Linked DNA regions of Canis lupus: region 1 is linked to region 2. The links are chromatin contacts, called in public Hi-C maps. All regions are on one chromosome and are shown on one strand. The core of a region is the stretch at or near the end of the contact, and the rest is flanking DNA. Distances in the headings are between cores, read along the strand shown.

The links. A called contact is a pair of places that touch in the nucleus more often than the background predicts.
Region 1: a Hi-C map of skin fibroblasts shows a contact between it and region 2, with 1.9 times the contacts expected there. The contact joins the enhancer-like site here to the promoter of AMOTL2 in region 2. A contact is called at or near these places in 2 of 9 Hi-C or Micro-C datasets (amygdala and skin fibroblasts).

Annotation. Positions count from the first base shown.
Region 1 is chr23:31,753,175-31,756,645 of UU_Cfam_GSD_1.0, reverse strand. No RefSeq gene overlaps it. Among named protein-coding and RNA genes, the nearest start is that of CEP63, 13 kb to the left of the region's middle. Within about 2 kb of position 1,420, at least 4 of the 20 cell types and tissues checked have an H3K27ac peak or open chromatin away from gene starts, as enhancers often do.
Region 2 is chr23:31,681,805-31,685,796 of UU_Cfam_GSD_1.0, reverse strand. It overlaps AMOTL2 (angiomotin-like protein 2), which reads left to right and starts at 1,512. Exons shown (of 10, transcript XM_038570932.1): 1 at 1,512-1,638.

The DNA.
Region 1 (3,471 bases), core at 171-2,670, 71 kb before region 2:
GTGTTTGGGGTATCAAAAAAGCAGGCATATCCAGCAGGAGCGACAAGAAAAAAACTGGGGCAGACCTCCAGGCATCCTGAAAGGCAGTCCTGCTCCTACAGACCCTTTGCTGAAATTATTTCCTGAGCTTGAGTGAGTCCTCTGTCATTGTCACCACCTGAAAGCTAGCCCATCCGACCCATGGAGTAAGAGGGTAGGTAGACAAACACTAGAAGTCATTAGGCCAGGATTTGTGGACAGCTGAGAGAACTTGAAGCAAAGTTACCACCCAATCCCAGGGCATGTCTGTACCTAATTTTTTTTTTAAAGATTTTATTTATTTATTCACGAGAGATAGAGAGAGAGAGAGGCAGAGACATAGGCAGAGAAAGAAGTAGGCTCCACGCAGAGAGCCCAATATGGGACTTGATCCCGGATCTCAGGATCACACCCTGAGCCAAAGGCAGACGCTCAACCCCTGAGCCACCCAGGCGTCGCTCTGTGCCTAAATTTTATCCATCTTTTAGCCAACTACTATATGAACTTAGACTCTGTTGCACTAGGTACAGCAATCCACTTGTCTCGGAATAAAGCCTCTGATTGAAACAAGATACAAGAACAATGGTCAACACCTTAGCTCATGAAGGGTTCCCTACCTTGGTTCTTATTTCCATTTACCCTATCATGTTGAACCATACGGAAAAGCTGTTTTCATAGGGCAAAAATAGGCACAATTTCCTGTTGTTAGCCAATTTTATCCTTACCTAGAGCCAGTTGCACATGTACACACATATACACACTGGATATGATGAGGGGAGGCAGGAGCCGACAACGGGTGGAGAATTTGAAAACAACCAAGTGACTCCAAAGGAAGTGAGGGAGGTTGATGTATAAACCCATCCCAGTTTCTCCGCCTTCCCTGGTGAGTCAGATCCCGTTTATCGTGGGGCCACCACCCAAGGGCAAAGGGGGTTTTCCTCCGCCCACACCATGATCTTGCCTCCACTCTCCTGGCATCTCTGCCCACGCTTCCTCCTCACATGTCATCTAAGTCTCAAGAAGTACCCCTGCGCCCATCACCATGTGCACAGACTGGTACTCACTCTGGCACATGGTCTAACTGCGGGACTTCTCGAGGAACAGAAGGGAGGCAGTGTCCCTGCCTCCCTGCCAGTGGGGATGTCCTACCCCCTGTCATCAGGACCCCACACGGCCTTCTCCAGCTCAGCCCAGGCAGATGGGAACATGGGCTGGCCTAGGGACACCCTTCTCTCCGGTCCCATCCTTCTCACCCTTGGCTCTCCACTGCCCTCCTGCCAGCTTCTGGGCTGTCAGCAATCAGGGCTGTGCAGATGCTGAGAGCTCCTCCTTCCCCTCCACCCACAGCTCCTGCTCACACAGGACTACCCTCTGGGAGACCAGGTGCTCCTGAGTCTCAGTACTCAGCCTGGGAGGACGGGCAGCAGTGGCTGCAGTTACCTAGAAAAAATGAGCCCCGGGCTGGTTCCCAGAGCCCACAGACTGCTGCCTGCCTCTCTCACCTAGTTTCCCTCCTTCTCTGTCAACCAAGCAGCGAGCTTTATGTCCCTGGGTTCCTATTCCTCTCTTTCTTGCTGTTTGCCTCTGATTTTAGCATTTATCTAAATATCTTACCCCACGTTAGACCTCTCTTTCTTCTTTCATGTTGCAAATACCTTTAAAGTAGAACTCAGGTCAAGTTTGCACCTTGCTTCATTTCACATGAGTGAAATATTTGAAATTACATGTAAGTACACCCTATGTAGGCTGCTACAAAATATAGCAGCTGAGAGTACAGACCGTGGAGGCAGAAAAAGGCAGAAAAATACAGATTCGGAACCCAGTGTGGAACACACCAGCTGCCCATTCCCAGGCCAGTTATTTACCTTTCTGACCCTCGGTTTCTGGATCGGAAAGAAGGTTGACAGTACTGCTCATGTGATAGGCTCATGGGGGTGCCAAACGAGCAAACACGAGTAAAGTGCTCAGAACAGTTTCTGGCATATGGTAAGCACTTGATAAACATTAGCTATTGTTTGTTTTCAATATAATAAAACATTTAAGCATTTCAAAAGAATTCTACACTGGTACTCTGAAGTCAAGCAAAGAATAATTTTAGTGTGCAAATAATCATCCCCAAAAGAGTCCTCAGGAGAGAAATTTTGCATAGTAGAAACAGCAGTGAAATAGGAGGCTGAAGATCTGGGTTCAAATTCTAGCCCCACCACTACCTGTGTGACCAGGAGCCTGTCTGTCATCATCTCTGAGCCTACACTACAGGGCTGGGAGGTAAAATAAGTACAGAGCACTCAAAACTGTTTTGGAGTTACAAAGAACTATATACACTTAAGTTAGATATCATCGTTTATTTACTCTGTAAATTTTTAATTTGTTCTCCATGTTTCATACAACCTCTTAATGCTAATTTAAACAAAATAAATATACTTGTCGTATCTGTATGTGAATTTGCATAAGCATGCTTTTAAAAGTCTGGAAGGAAAGGCAACAGATTATTGGTGGTCACCAATAATCTGAGGACAAAGGCCAGACTGAGGTGTCTGAGGACAAAGGTCAGACTGACCAAAAAGGAAACTGTCATATCTTGCTTTATCTCCCAAAAAAGTGGCAGGGTTATGGGTAATTTAAAAAAAATAAGGTAGCTATCGTGAAATCAGAGTAGCATTGTTTCAAAAAATATTCTCACAGGTTTCAAATACAAATTGGAATGTGGGTTAAAACTTGTGTCAGCATTCAGTAGCTTTCATTCTACTGACATTCAGCAGGAGCACCAACACTTTGCAAAGCACTGTGGGAGATGCCAGGCTGGATCACATGGGGGGTCCTACCTGAGATGACATGTTAGACCAGATAAAACACATATGCCAAGGGCGATAATCTAGGAAGAAAGTGGTCAATGATGGGACAGCGGGGTGGCTCAGTGGTTGAGTGTCTGTCTGCCTTTGGCTCACGGCGTGATCCTCCAGTCCTGCATCAGATTCCCCACAAGGAGCCTGCTTCTCCCTCTGCCTATGTTTCCATCTCTCTATGTGTGTCTCTCATGAATAAAATACAATCTTTTTTTAAAGTGGGGGGTCAGTGTTCCTGGTGCACTACAAGCGCTCACGAAATACTTGCTGGATAGATGGACAAATGGATGGATGAGTGGGTGGATGGATAAATAAACTGATAATAGAAATCTTCTCCCACAGAAGAGGGGAATCAAAAGAGGAATAATCACCTGGCTAGCTCAGTTGGTAGAGCATGTGACTCTTGATCTCAGGGTCACAAAATTGGGAATACAGATTATACTTTAAAAAGTAAATTAATTAAATTAAATTTAAAAGTAAATTAAAAGTAAAAAATATTAAGAAGAGGAATAATCTACAACTGAGGAAATTCAGGAAAGCCTTATGGAAAAGACAGCCTTTGAAAGGCTAAATTTATACATCTAGAGATGAGAAGCAGACTTGGCAA
Region 2 (3,992 bases), core at 263-2,762:
GTCCAGGTGGTTCAGTGGTTAGCGTCACCTTCGGCCCAGGGCATGATCCTGGAGACCTGGGATGGAGTCCCACATCGGGCTCCCTGCATGGAGCCTGCTTCTCCCTCTGCCTGTGTCTCTGCCTCTCTCTCTCTCTCTCTCTCTCTGTGTGTCTCTCATGAATAAATAAATAAAATCTTAAAAAAAAAAAGTAAGTAAGTAAAACTGGATGGAACTGGAGGGTGTTTTGCTGAGTGAAATAAGTCAACCCGAGGACAATCATCATGTGGTTTCACTCATGTGTGGAATATAAGAAATGGTGAAAGGGACCATAAGGGAAGGGAGGCGGGAAACTGAGTGGGGAAAAGTTAGAGAGGGAGACCATGAGGGACTCCTAACTCTGGGAACCAAAGGGTTGCAGAGAGGGAGGTGGGTGAGGAGGCTCGGGTAACTGGATGATGGGCACTAAGGAGGGCATGGGATGAGCACTGAGTGCTATACTATATGTTGGTAAATTGAATTGAATTGAAATTTAAAAAGAGAAAAGAAAAAACTGAGCAGCCATCGGTTACTTGGCTTCATCACTTCTGCTCCGCGTGACCCTGGGGCAAGCTAATTAACCTCCCTGGGCCTTGGTTTCCTCATTTAAACTCAGGGATGATAACAGAATTCCCTGGGAGGATGACTTGGGAGGACTGCCTGGGATGACGAGGCGAGGAGCGGGTGGTGGCACACCGTGCACCCTGCGTAAATTCGGGGATGCCCATTACTACCTTTTTCCAGAAATGTTGGACAGAGCGCCTGCCCGCGGGTGATTCAAGTAGTTCGGTGGCTCCAATTAACCGGAAGATTCTCAACCCAGATTCACACTTCCTGTGGAGACAGGCCCTAAAAGAGCTGGCAAAGGTGTTTGTAAACAATAACAGGGCAATTCAAGGGTGGCCGCTGGCGGTGAGAGCAGTGGGGGTTCGGAGACTCGAGCCGGACCGAGGTAGAGTCCAAGCAAGCCGGGCGGGTGTGGACATCTTGACAGTCCTCCTCCCCTTGCACACACACACACACACACACACACACACACACACACACGGGGCCCCTCTCCCTGCAGCAAAGCCCAGAACCCCTTGGGGACCCGCGACTGCCCATCTCCGGGTGTCGTTTCGCGGATGGGCTGAAGGAGTGGGTGCAAGGTGGAGGTGGGGACGGGTCGGGGGGGGGGGTGGCAATGGCCGAGGGCATGAATCCGTCCCCAGCAGCCCCGGGGGCCCACGGCGGTGGCGTGGGGAGGCCGCGGAGGGAGGCGCCGCGCGTCCCGGGGACCGAGCTCCGGGACCGAGCTCCGGGGCGCGCGGCACCGCCTCCCGGGAGGAAGGCGGGGGCCGGGAGGAGGGCGGGGAGGAGGCGGAGGGCGGCGGAGGGCGGAGGAGGGCGGCGCGCTGCGAGGTTATTTGTGGTTCGCTTTGATCCCGAGGGGGAACCTGAAACTCTCACATTCCTGGCATAGCAGCCGCCTCCGGCGCGGGCCGAGCCTGGAGCTGCGCGCCGGGGCCCGGGCGGCCAGAGCGTCGGCGCCGCCGCCGAGTGCACACCGCCACCGCCGCCGCCACCGAGCCGGGCGAGCCGCGCCGGGCCGACCACGCCGAGCACCCGCGGGCCGCAGCGGTAAGGACGGCCGCCCGGCGCCTCGGGGAGCGCGGCCCGGGAGCCACGGTGCAGCCGGAGCCCCCGCGCAGCCCGCCCTTCCCGGGAGCGGGAGCGGGAGCGGGAGCCGGAGCCCGGCGCGGCGCGGCGAGCGACCCCGGGTGCGGGGCGCCCTTGCGAGGAAGCGCAGAGGCGGCCCGGGGCCGTCCCGAGCTCTGGGCGGCCCGCGGGCCCCCTGGGGCGGGGGGAGGGGGCAGCCTTTGCGGGGAGCGGGGGCTTATGCTTCGGGTCGTGGGCTGGGCAGAGGGGCGCCGCTGCGGGTTCAAGGTGCGGGCCCTGGGGCCGATCCGGTTGGGGGCAGATCACAGGTGTCCTTGCCCCCAACCCGTCCAAGAATTCCTCTTTGTCTTCCTTGGAAAATCCTCTCTGGAGCCTCGGAACGGCTCTCACTTAGAAAGAATGCGGCCGGCCGGCCAGCCCGGTGACGTCAGCGCTGGAGCATTCGGAAAACAAAGAGGGCTCGGGAGGCCGGGAGGGAGGCGGACCCGCGACGCTTAAAGACCTTGCTGGGCCACCGGCCCCCGCCCCCCCCCCCCCCCCCCGCGCGCTCCGGGTGCTCGCGGTCGGCCGGGAGCCCGGGCAGGGCGGCATCCCTGCTGCGGTGCACGCCTCCTTAGAGACCCTCGCGTGGGTTCCGTAGGCGAGGCCGAGCCCCGGCGCGAGCCGGAGTGGTTTGCTTACCGGGGAGGGGGCGCTGGTTTTCAGGAAGCCGGGGTGCGCCGGTGCAGCGAAGGTGCATGGCCGGGTCGCGGTCACAGATTTTAGTAACGGCTCAGCCGAAAGAATGTGCATCTGAGGGGTCTGACGGGGACAAACGCGGCACAGGGGCCCCGGAGGTGCTCCCGGCTCCCAGGCTCACGGCTGCGGGGGGGACACGAGGAGCCCGTCCCGAAAGCTCTGCACGCCACCCCCCCCCCCTTCTCCCCACCCTGCTCCCCACCGTCATTCTCGGCTGGAGAGTCAGCCCAGACTGATTACTTTAGGAAATGCCCCGCGGAGGAAACTCTAGGGCGAATTGATTGCAGTTTGTTTTGCCTCTGGTAACTCTGGAGTCTTGCATCTCCACGCCTCCGGGGTGTAGGGAGAGGGGGCGGCCGATTGGGTGCCAAGAAGGATGGGCACAGAGATGCCTTCCAGACTCCTCTCCCTCTCCTCATTTCTGGGCAGCCTGGAGGGAGGAGTAGATTGGCACTGGCTGCTCTGCCAACCTACCAAACCTTAAAGGCAGCAGGGCAATGGGGCTAGTTTTGTGGCCGAGAAGGGACCACATTCTTCCCACTGACCTCCCCCCATACATAAGACCTGTGGGGATAGGGGTTTTGTTTGGTTTTCCCTGAATCTAGTTAGGAGTTTTGTGTGGGAGGAGGCTGTGGAAGGAAGCTGGGTGAGGCAGGCAGCCTCGGGACATGAGCCACTGAGAGCCCAAGCTCAGAGGGCAATACCTTCCTCAGGAGATACTCCCTGCTCTTGAAGCTTCCAGCAGCCCACCCCCGCCCCAGACTCCGGTCCCTGCAACCAAGAGCTTCTCCCTCGCTCCCCTACTCCTCCAGTTAGCTCAGATAAGTGTTACCGATGGCAAAATGCTGAGTGCCCACCCTCTATGTGGCAGAGGGCCATCGGGGTCTTTTCCAAGTAGCAAGTGTACGTGTGTAGGAGGGACAGTCCTAAAGTCAAAGACACGGTGCCGCCCTTTGTTTTTCCTGGAGCACCCATGCAGTTGCTGTCAGCACACAGACTATGACTGACCCACAAACCTTGACGGGTGGCATCTTTTTCACCTCATTTCACAAAACCATCGTCCTGTTGTAGCTTCTCCTTTGATCCCTTATTATTTGCCAAACCCGATGCATTTTTGTCCTTCCTGTTCACCTTGCAGAGTGACCGTCAAGGTCATCCCGTGACAGAGAGGGCCCAGCATGGTAAAGGTGGTAGAGGGTGGTGAGTTACCCGTGCCAAGCCTAGGGCTCAGGCATGCTACATTCTAGAGGGAGCTAGGGGCTGTCTGCCTAGGGCTTCTACTAGGCTGGACTCCTTCTTTATCACCTGCCAATGAACTGGGGCCCTGTCTACCCCTAGACTGGCCTGCTCAGTGGTTGTAGCTGAACTACTCCTGCCCTGGAGTCTCTCCTCAGCCTTTTCACTGGGAAGCTGACTGCAGAGGCTGGGTGATGGATTACCTTGGAGGTTACTGGTGGCTTTCTTTAGTAAGTCTCCGTGAATATGACTGTAACGGTGGCCCTCTGCCAAGGATTTACAGTGCACCAGCACTCAGCAGCCATCGCCTTATTTAATTTTCACCTCCATGAGGCAAGCGT